Regions from separate parts of the Mus musculus genome. Here region 1 is linked to region 2. Evidence: chromatin contacts called from public HiChIP or PLAC-seq data. All regions are on one chromosome and are shown on one strand. The core of a region is the stretch at or near the end of the contact, and the rest is flanking DNA. Distances in the headings are between cores, read along the strand shown.

The links. HiChIP or PLAC-seq counts read pairs in DNA pulled down with a chosen protein or histone mark.
Region 1: an H3K27ac HiChIP or PLAC-seq map of double positive thymocytes shows a contact between it and region 2, with 5 read pairs. The contact joins two enhancer-like sites. A contact is called at or near these places in 4 of 39 promoter capture datasets (the 3T3-L1 cell line, hippocampal neurons, liver and 1 more), 1 of 15 datasets of contacts at CTCF or cohesin (the NIH/3T3 cell line), 3 of 484 Hi-C or Micro-C datasets (bone marrow-derived macrophages, double positive thymocytes and nephron progenitors) and 2 of 115 datasets of contacts at active chromatin or transcription factors (double positive thymocytes and regulatory T cell precursor).

Annotation. Positions count from the first base shown.
Region 1 is chr5:149,356,310-149,361,660 of GRCm38.p6, forward strand. Gm38753 (a long non-coding RNA gene) reads right to left here. Exons shown (of 3, transcript XR_868733.3): 3 at 4,708-5,262. Among named protein-coding and RNA genes, the nearest start is that of Gm38753, 8.6 kb to the right of the region's middle. Within about 2 kb of position 2,517, at least 3 of the 459 cell types and tissues checked have an H3K27ac peak or open chromatin away from gene starts, as enhancers often do. A contact at or near this core is called in double positive thymocytes, where this site is marked.
Region 2 is chr5:149,116,677-149,121,386 of GRCm38.p6, forward strand. It overlaps Mm2pr (macrophage M2 polarization regulator), which reads right to left. Exons shown (of 3, transcript NR_015478.2): 3 at 2,889-3,153. Among named protein-coding and RNA genes, the nearest start is that of Gm42788, 25 kb to the right of the region's middle. Within about 2 kb of position 2,130, at least 41 of the 459 cell types and tissues checked have an H3K27ac peak or open chromatin away from gene starts, as enhancers often do. A contact at or near this core is called in double positive thymocytes, where this site is marked.

The sequences.
Region 1 (5,351 bases), core at 1,267-3,766, 240 kb after region 2:
TGAACGCACAGGTCTTACTCAGGGTGACTCAGGGATTAAATACCTCTTGCAGGAAGGGATGTCCAGGGAGGGAAGCTCATTGGCTAAACACTGCGGGCCTATCTAGATGCCTCATTAGCATGGAGAACTCTGGGTTTTTATTCTATATGACCAGTTTTTACGACTCTCTCAATGAGGTCTCATGGTTATGTATTCCAGAACAGGTAGACCCTGGCCTCAAGCTGGTTCTAACACCTACAGTTCTCAATTGTGACAATTTCTGGGGGTTTTGAGCCTGCTTTAACCTTACCAGGTCTTCTGTCTAGTGGGATGTTCCACCCAACCCACAGGTCCCTCTGATAACACTGGTATTAGCTCAATGAGAACATTGCTTTTGATGTGGCTGAAGGTTTTGAAGGTACTCAGAGAAAAGGAAGTATGGAATATTCTCTCTGTCCCCCTTTCCTGCTTTCTGTAAATGCTATCAGTCTTGTGTCTTCCATTTTGCTCTATCATGTCCAATAGCTCAAGTGAAAAGGTCACTTTCTGTTGGGGGAAGAGAGGTTGCAACCTGTCACTTCTCAGAAGACTGTGAGAGATTCAGCTGGTACCTCTTTGGGAGGGTGTGCTGCAAGCTTTTGTATTGCAGGCTGTGGGAGGCCCAGTGCTGTCTGTCTGTCTGTCTGTCTGTCTGCCTGCCTGCCTAACCATCCATCCATCCATCCATCCATCCATCCATCCATCCATCCATCTATCTATCTATCTATCTATCTATCTATCTATCTATCAATCTGTGTGTGGATGTTTTACCTACATGTATTTATATGTATTATATGCATGCAGTACTTTGGAAGAACAGAAGAGGGCACTAGGTCCCCTGGAACTGAAGTTACAGGATGGTTGTGAGCCTCCACTTGGGGTGGGTGCTGGGATGGATCCTCTTCCAGAGTAGCAAGTGCTTTAAATCAATAAGTTATCTCTCCATCCTCCGTTTTCTGGGCTGGGAAGATTGCTTAATTAGTGAAATGCTTTGCTTGTAATCAGGAGGACTTGAGATGTCCAGAAACAGTGTTAGAAGATCGGCTGTGGTGGTGCATGCTTGTAATCCCAGAGCTGGGGAGGGAGAGGAGGAGAATCATGGGACTTGTTAGCCAGATGGGTTAGCCTAATTGATAGGCTCCAGGCCAGAAAGAAACCACACCCAAAAAGAGGTGGACAGCATTTCTGAAGATGACACCTAGGGTTGTTCTCTAGCCTCAACACACACACGCACACGCACATGCACACACACAGAACCCTCTTGACCCAACACCTGGATGCAGAACCTGCTGCTGACCCCATCTATTTGGAGGACCCCTCCCGCTCCCAAACAAAGCCCTCAGTGATTCTGATGGTAGATCTGGGCTGGTGGCTCTGCGAGGTGTTTAGCTCACACTCTCAGGCAGGGATGTGCATTCTACTGCCATGTTGTCTCCACTCTTCTTCCATGGTGGGCGCTGGCTTCACTTTCCACCCATTTCTCTGCAGCCACACTGGTCCTGGGTTATTGTGAGGAAGGCAGAAACAGACCCGGTTTTATAGAGTGATGCACCTGCCAGGAGTAGATGATAGGTCCCCTGCTCAGATTACAAGGGTGAGTTCCTTTATTCTGAAATAGGCCCAAAAATCTTCAGTTCAGTTTTCTCCTTTCTTTCAACAAGCTCTATTCCAGCATAAGCTATTATTATTACTGGAGTTAAGTAATAATGAGTAATGAGGGCTGGTGAGATGGCTCAGTGGTTAAGAGCACTGACTGCTCTTCTGAAGGTCATGAGTTCAAATCCAAGCAACCACATGGTGTCTAATAATAATAGTAATAATAATAATAATAATGATGATGATGATGATAACCTATGAACCAGAGCGAGCAGTGGCCCAGAGCATGTGGAGCCAGAGCAAGAGGGAGTAGGGAAAAGGGGGGAGGGGATGAGTAATGAGAGTCTCTTGGTGTTTTATGGGGTCTCAGATCTTCTTCTAGAGGCCTTTGAATGTGCCCTGTGCATTTAGACCCCTTAGAATGGGCCCTAGTGGATCTGACAGCTCCCACCATTCTTGGTACTTACATTCCTGTGTGTGTTCCCCAGCTGCCAGTGTTTGCACAAGGTGGCCACGAGAACCACAGGCCTGCTGAGAGGATCCAGGGAAGGGGGCCTGAGCTCTGAGTTTCAACCTATGTGCCCCATCTTTTACATGGCTGTACAATCTTCATCGCTATAATCCCTTCCTTGATGGAGACAGAAGCAACATGTGCACACCTTCTAAGGTCCGTATGACAAGTGGAGGTGTGATTATTCTAGAGTTCCCTCTGGGGAGCCAGGGAGTTCATCAGGCTTGGTTGGAGTGCACTGAGAGAGGGGTTATGAGCAAGAACACTGGTGGTCTTAAGGCAGCCGCACTGGAAGGTCTCCCATGGCCACAAAGGCAGAGCCCGGCTCCTCGAGCCTCTCCCCACATTATACTCTAGCTCCTCCTCCTCAAGAACCCGCTTTCAATAAGAGCAGAATTGCATACAGCTGGTGGGAGGAGAGGAGGTGACTGGATACGTGACCTTCCCTTCCCCTCCATCCTAGTCACTGTTCTATCGCTGTGAGGACACACCACATCCAGGGCAACTCTTAGAAATGCAATAATTTAATTGGGGTCTTGCCTGTAGCTTCAGAGGCTTAGTCCGTTGTCGTTACAGCAGGAAATGTGGTGGTAAGCATGGCAGGCAGGCATGGTGCTGGAGAAGGAGCTGAGAGCTATATCCTGACCCGAACACACACACACACACACACACACACACACACACACACACACACACCACACACACACACACACACACACACACACACACACACCAAACACACACACACACACACCAAACACACACACACACACACACACACACCACACACACACACACACACACACACCACACACACACACACACACACCACACACACACACACACACCACACACACACACACACCACACACACACACACACACACACACACCACACACACACACACACACACCACACACACACACATACACACACACACCACACACACACACACACACACACACCACACACACACACACACACACACCACACACACACACACACACACACCACACACACACACACACACACCACACACACACACACACACACACACACCACACACACACACACACACACACCACACACACACACACACACACCACACACACACACACACACATATACACACACCACACACACACACACACACACACACACACACACAAACACACACCACACACACACACACACACACACACACACACACACAGATGGGGGTGGTGGTCAGTCTGCCATGAGCTTTTGAAACTTCAAAGCTCATCCCCAGTGTCACACTTCTAAAACGGCCATGCCTATGGTCTTAGTTAGGGTTTTACTGCAATGAACAGACACCATGACCCAAGCAACTCTTATAAGGACAACATTTAATTGGGGCTGGCTTACAGGTTCAGAGGTTCAGTCCATTATTATCAAGGCGGGAACATGGCAGTATCCAGGCAGGCATGGCACAGAAGGAGTTGAGAGTTCTGCATCTTCATCTGAAGACAACTAGTAGAAGACTGGCTTCCAGGTGGCTAAGATGAGGGTCATAAGCCCACGCCCATAGTGGCACACCCACTCCAACAAGACCACACCCACTCCAACAAAGCCACACCTACTCCAACAAGGCCACACCTCATAACAGTGCCACTCCCTGGCCCAAGCAGATATAAACCATCCCACCTCCTAATCCTTCTAATCCTTTCAAATAGCGCCACTCTCTGCTGACTAAAGCATTCAAATATATGATCCTATGAGAGCCATCTTATTCAAACCATCACACCCTTCACACCCTCCTTCTACAAAGGAATAGCAACAGCCAACAAGCTCAGTTGTGATGCTCTTTGGCAAGAAAGCACGGCTGATCTGATGAAGCTGGTAGCAGTCCAGCTTGAAGGATAGTCCTGAACTGTAAGTGACCACAAGCATTAATAGGCAGTAGAGTTATTGTAAATCCACCTCACAAAACACTATTCCAAGGTCCCAAATTGGACCTAGGGTGGCTTCTTCCAGCCATGGAGCTAACATGCCCAGGGAAAGGGGCTTTGGGGAGCTTTTCAGCACATACATGGAGAAAGAGTGAGGCATAAGTCCTCTGGGCCAAGACAGGCTCTGTGTTAGGTACCCTCTGCCTCCTTGGCCTCTGCATCAAGCCCATTGGGCAGTGCACACCTGTTGAAGGAGAAATGATTGTGACAGGGACACCATGCATTTTCCCTCGGATCTCTATCCCTCCTGTGGCTTCTCTTCCCTCCATAGGGACAAGGGATGATTCTGGCAGCTGAGATAAGGTATGCATCTCAGGAAGGAATCAAGGTTGTTGCCCTCATTGGACACTTCCAATAGGGTTCACTGTGACTCCTTTTGGAGTGTCCTGATGCCACTGCACACTGGGCTGGAGGGATGAAGTGGAGTCTGTAATGGGTGAGGTCTACAGGATCCTGAAGCAGCTGGGAGTGAGTGCCGGAGGGGGCATGGGAGCATGGGATTCGGGGGCATGGGGGCGCGGGGGCACGGGGGTGTGGGGCCCAGGGAGGCTTTCTCTGATGACTTTAGTGTTACAGCTCTTTTAGACGAAGGCCTTCTTCGATAATCTTCACTGAAACAGCTCTCTGAGCCGATCTTAGCTTGTGCACATACCTTTATTGAGGATGAACTTGTACACATACACTTTATTTGGGGTGAACCAAAAGCTATATATATGAACCTTGGGGAGTGGGAAGGGGTTCTTCTTAGGGTGAAGTTTCATTGACTGAGGCTTAAGGTGCTGGGGAATACCTCATTTGCATGGAGAGGAATTCCAGGAAGTTGAATCTGTGATTCCACCAGGGATTATGTGACATTCCCCAGGGAGACCATGGGTTGGGTTCCCCAGATCAGACAGAGAAGAGGAAAGCCCCACTATGAAGAGGGAGCCCTCCATTTTGTGCCAAGCTCAGGAAAGCTGTCCGGACATCATAGACCACAATCTTAGCAAAGTAAGGCAGCTATTCAGCTACCTGTGTGCTGTTCTTACTCTGCCCTCTAAGGTGGGCAGACCCCTTTCCTCTCAGTTTCCTGTAAAAATTCTTCATACATCTGGTGATGGACCTGGGAGCAGGGTGTGTGGTGAGAACTTCGAAGCACCGCATCTTCCATGTGCTCTCATTGGTCCTCTGTAGAGATTGACACACAGGCATCAAGAGCAAATGAGACTCAGAACAACGCCTTGATAATAATGGACCGAACCTCTGAACCTGTAAGC
Region 2 (4,710 bases), core at 880-3,379:
CATCCGCCTCCATCCTGGCCTTCCTCCCCTCTCCTCGGACGCTCCCTGTCTCTGTAGCTCTTAGTTCCGCCTCCCTTTTCCCTGTCCAATCACAGGCCTCTTGCTGCCCTAATATTTTTAGTGTGATTGGACAGGGAAAATCCTGTCACATTTACTGAACACCTCCTGGTATCTAAGGGGTTTAGTCAATATTTTTCCAATTGCGCGAGGTAGCAGTTTTTCTTTTATGGTGCTAGGAACTGAGCCTGGAGCCTTGTGCAAGCTAAGCAGGTGCTATACCTATGAGCTACATTACCAGCATGAGGCTGTATTTGTTGTTGTTGCTTTGTTTTGAGACAGGGTTTCTCTGTGTAGTCCTGGCTATCTTAGAAAAACAGTATCTTTTTTAAAAAATGATTTTTAGATCGATTTTTCAGTGTTTGCCTGCACACACACACACACACACACACATATATATATAAAATGCAAATATATATACATATACACACACACATATATATACACATACATATATATACACACACATATATATACATAAACACACATACACACACACACACACACACACACACACACACACACATATATATATATATATATATATATCCACTGTGCACTGCCATGACCTTGGCGGTCAGGAGAGTGTCAGTTCCCCTGGAACCAGTTATGGATGGCTGTGAGCTACCACGTGAGTGCTGAAAACTAAAGTTCAGGCCTTCTATGAGGACAGCCTGTACATCCTGAGCCATCTCTCCCAGCCCGGGATTTTTTAATTCTCATTTTGTAGCAGAGCAATGATGAGAGAGAGACTCATCAGAGAAACGAGGTTTGGGTTCCCTGTAGGTGCGCCATTTAACTCGGGTTCTTCGACTATAAAACAAGAATAATAATAGGCCTGCTTATGGGGCTGCTGGGAAATGGTGTCTACAAAGAGTGGGGCGTCATTTGGCTGGCTCATAGCAAAGCTCGAATGCTGGAGGAGAGCAGGGGCTGCCTTTATTCTCCTAGTCCAGAGACACCAGGAGGCTCCTGACCTCTCTGACCCCAAAGCCCCATTACTCATCACTTCACCATGCCTTCCTGAGTATCTTTCCTTCCCTTGCTGTTTTCCATGACTCTTGGAAAGATCTAGAAGTACCTGGCACTGTTTGGTGTCAGTATCTCAGATCACAATCAGCTGAAGTCTCTGCCACCATTGGCTGTTCATTTCTGGCCTTAGTGTTTGCAACAGGGCCGGCTGCTGTTCTCTTATTGGGACTGGGAACTGGCCTTTTTAATCTGTAGCCTGCGCTGTTATGGTTGGATGCTCGAGGGTCCCCCACCGGGTACAGGGACCAAGGTGGCTGTGGATTGGTTGCCCTCTTTCTCTCCAGGGAACTGGGAGGTAGTGAGCCAAGGGAGGAAGCCAGGCTCTGGAGAGGCAGCTGGGGAGGCCAGGGCTTGGCCTCTGGGGGTCCATTCTGAGTGATTTTGTTTTGTTGTTTTGTTTTGTTTCTTAGAGAGAGGAAAGCACGGTCAGAGATGAGGCCATGGTCAGAACCCTTAGCCTTCTTTCATCTTGCCCTTCAGCTAGAGAGGAAAGAACCCTTCTGTTTCCTCCAGTGGAAGGCTGCTCCCCTCCCCCAGGGTAGCCTTAGGCCAGGGAAGGAGTGCCAGCCTCAGGGGTCCCCTGGCTGCATGCAAAGCATAGGGTGAGGTCAGGCAAGGCTGTTTGTGTACCTAACCTTCCCCAGAGTTAGTGTCACCGTGACTTCAGGCCAGCAGATCTGAACCTCAAATGGAACAGAAGGCTCTGATGATACACTGTGACATAGGAGGGATGGGAAGGGAGCCAGGCAAGTTAACTGTAACTCAGCCGGACCCTGTGCCTGGCAGTACGCTGACCCGACATGTCCAGCTTTAAAAAGCTTAAGTTTTTTACCCTCCAGCAACAGATGCCTTCTGTAGACTCCAAACCTGCCCACTCCCCCAGTACCATTTCCTCAACGGAGAGTAACTGAAAAGCAAGCGGGGTACCGCTAATTTTTGGTTTCATTTAAAGCAGACAGCGGTTGGAGTTTATGTGTAACCTTACACTGGAACAGGCAACTGTTGGTAGAGGTGCACCCTTCTGCAGTCTCATGATCCTGAGCTGAGGGCTCAGTGTGCTGCAGTGTGGCGAGCCTTCCCGCAGATGGCTGTGAGGACAGATGCTGGACCACTGAGCCTCTCCCTCTGCCTCTCTCTCTCTCTCTCTCTCTCTCTCTCTCTCTCTCTCTCTCTCTCTCTCTCCCCCAACCACTACCTACCCAGTAAAGCAGCAAGGAAAGCTCTCCCACATAATTAGGAACACAGGGAGGCACTCCCAGCCCTCAGCTTCCCTTCTAAAGAACGGACAGAATATAAACATTGAGGTGTGGGACAGAGAAACTGTACTAACCCACCAAAGGGTTAGTCTATGGTGTTTCCTCTCTTTTTGTTTGCTTGTTCTGTTTTTTTTTTTGGTTTCGAAGACAGGGTTTTTCTGTGCAGCTCTGACTGTCCTGGAACTTGCTCTGTAGACCAGGCTAGCCTTGAACTTGGAGACTTGCCTGCCTCTGCCTCACGAGTGCTGGGATTAAAGGCTAAAGGCGAGCGCTACCACCGCTGCTGGCTGTGTTTCCTCAGTTTTAACTGCGTTGCACTTTGTAAGGTTATGCTGGCTGCCAGAGACTGGTCAGAACCGATCATGAAGTTACACAAATACTTGTCTACTTAATACGGGAAATGGCGGGGCCGATGAGAAGGGCAGAGAGTAAACGCGCTTGCTGTGAAGGCTTGACGACCTAAATTCAGTCCTCAGGACCCCCATACTACGGAGCGTTGTCCCTACGACCTCCACACAGATCACACATGCACATCTCAGACACACATTGTTAAGTTTGTTTATTTTTTCTTTAAAAGGGAAGTAGAAACAGCGAACTAAGGGACTGCACACTTGCACGACAGGTGCAGTTGTGAATCGGTAGGGTATTTATGTTTAAAACTTTGTGGTGGAGAGACGGCTCTGCCAGCTGCTGCTCTCACAGAAGGCCTAGTTTCAATTCCCAGCATCTCCATGGTGACTCACAGCTGTCTTTAACTCCAGTTCCAAGTGATCTGATGCCCTCTTCGTTCTGTCTGCGGCACACAGACCTATATGCAGGTAAACACTCATGAAATAAAAATTAATCTTTAAAAGAATGGTGTTCGGGGCTGGAGAGATGGCTCAGCAGTTAAGAGCATTGTTTGCTCTTTGAAGGTTCTGGGTTCAATTCCCAGCCACATGGTGGTTCGCAACCATCGATACTGGGATCTGATACCCTCTGCTGGCATGCAGATGTCCAAGCAGTTGGAGCACCTATATATTAATTAATTAATTAATTAAACCCTAAAAAATGTTGATCTGATAGCATTGCCTATGCAACATGTAAGCATACTCAGATTTTTGGATGCATATAATGGCCTAAAGATGGCCACAGTGGTAATCTCAAGAAAGTGGGTGTATTAGGGTTTCTATTGCCATGACAATAAAAAGAGAAAAAAGAAAAAAAGAGAAAGAAAGAAGATAGAAAGTGGGCTCAGTGGTTAAGATCACTGATTGCTCTTCCAGAGGTCCTGAGTTCAATTCCCAGCAACCACATGGTGGCTCACAACCATCTGTAATGGGATCCGATGCCCTCTTCTGGTGTGTCTGAAGACAGCTACACTGCACTCACATACATGAAATAAATAAATAAATCTTTAATAAAAAAAATAGAAGATAGAAAATAAAAGAAAAAAAGAAACATGGAAGAAGGAAGGAAGGAAGGGAGGGAGGGAGGGAGGAAGGAAGGAAGGAAGGAAGGAAGGAAGGAAGGAAGGAAGGAAGGGGCTTAATCTCAGTTTGCAGGCTCAAATAACATCCCATCAGCACGGGAAGACAAGGAACCTGGAGGCAGGCACCGAAGCACAGAGGCACGGAGGAAGCTGCTAACTGGCTCGCTCCCCAGGACTTTCTTCATACCACCCAGGAACACCTGCCTAGGGATGGCGCCACCCACAGTGGACCTGGCCCTCCCATGTTAATCATCAATAAAACCAACCTGGTAGAATATTTTCTTAATGAAGTTCCCCTTCCCAAATGACTCCAGCATGTGTCAAGTTGATATAAAACTAGACAGCTCATTAAAGCTTTTAGACTTCTGTATTATATATATAAAAAAAAGTAAATGTTTTATACTGCATCTACTTGGATTTCAGGGAAATACATAGCTTTTATAAATTGAGGGAAATCCACCATAACATTTCTTGCTCTGTGTTTTCTTATCAATAGTAATTATCTTTTTTTTTTTTTGGTTTCCATTTGCTTAGATTTCTAAACACTGTCCATCAGTAGAGCCTCGAGAAGAGCCTTCCCTTTCCACGGACATCGGACACCTCACAGAAGCTCCCTGGTACCCTGTGCCATCCAATACAGATCACCACCAAGCCTCTTACCACCATGTTAAAAAACCTTTTCCTTTTCTGTCTTCAAGACCCTTTGAATGCCCTCTTATTTTGGTGATATGTCTTTGAGAAACTTCCTCAGAAATGGTGGCAAATTTTTACTGTCTCTTACAAAATACCCTTATTTTACTGCCCCCTTGGTAGGACAGGAATAACTGTCCTAACTTGCAAAAGTTACAGGTATTTCTCTCAGGTAAATCTTTTAGTTTCCAATATCTATATCTA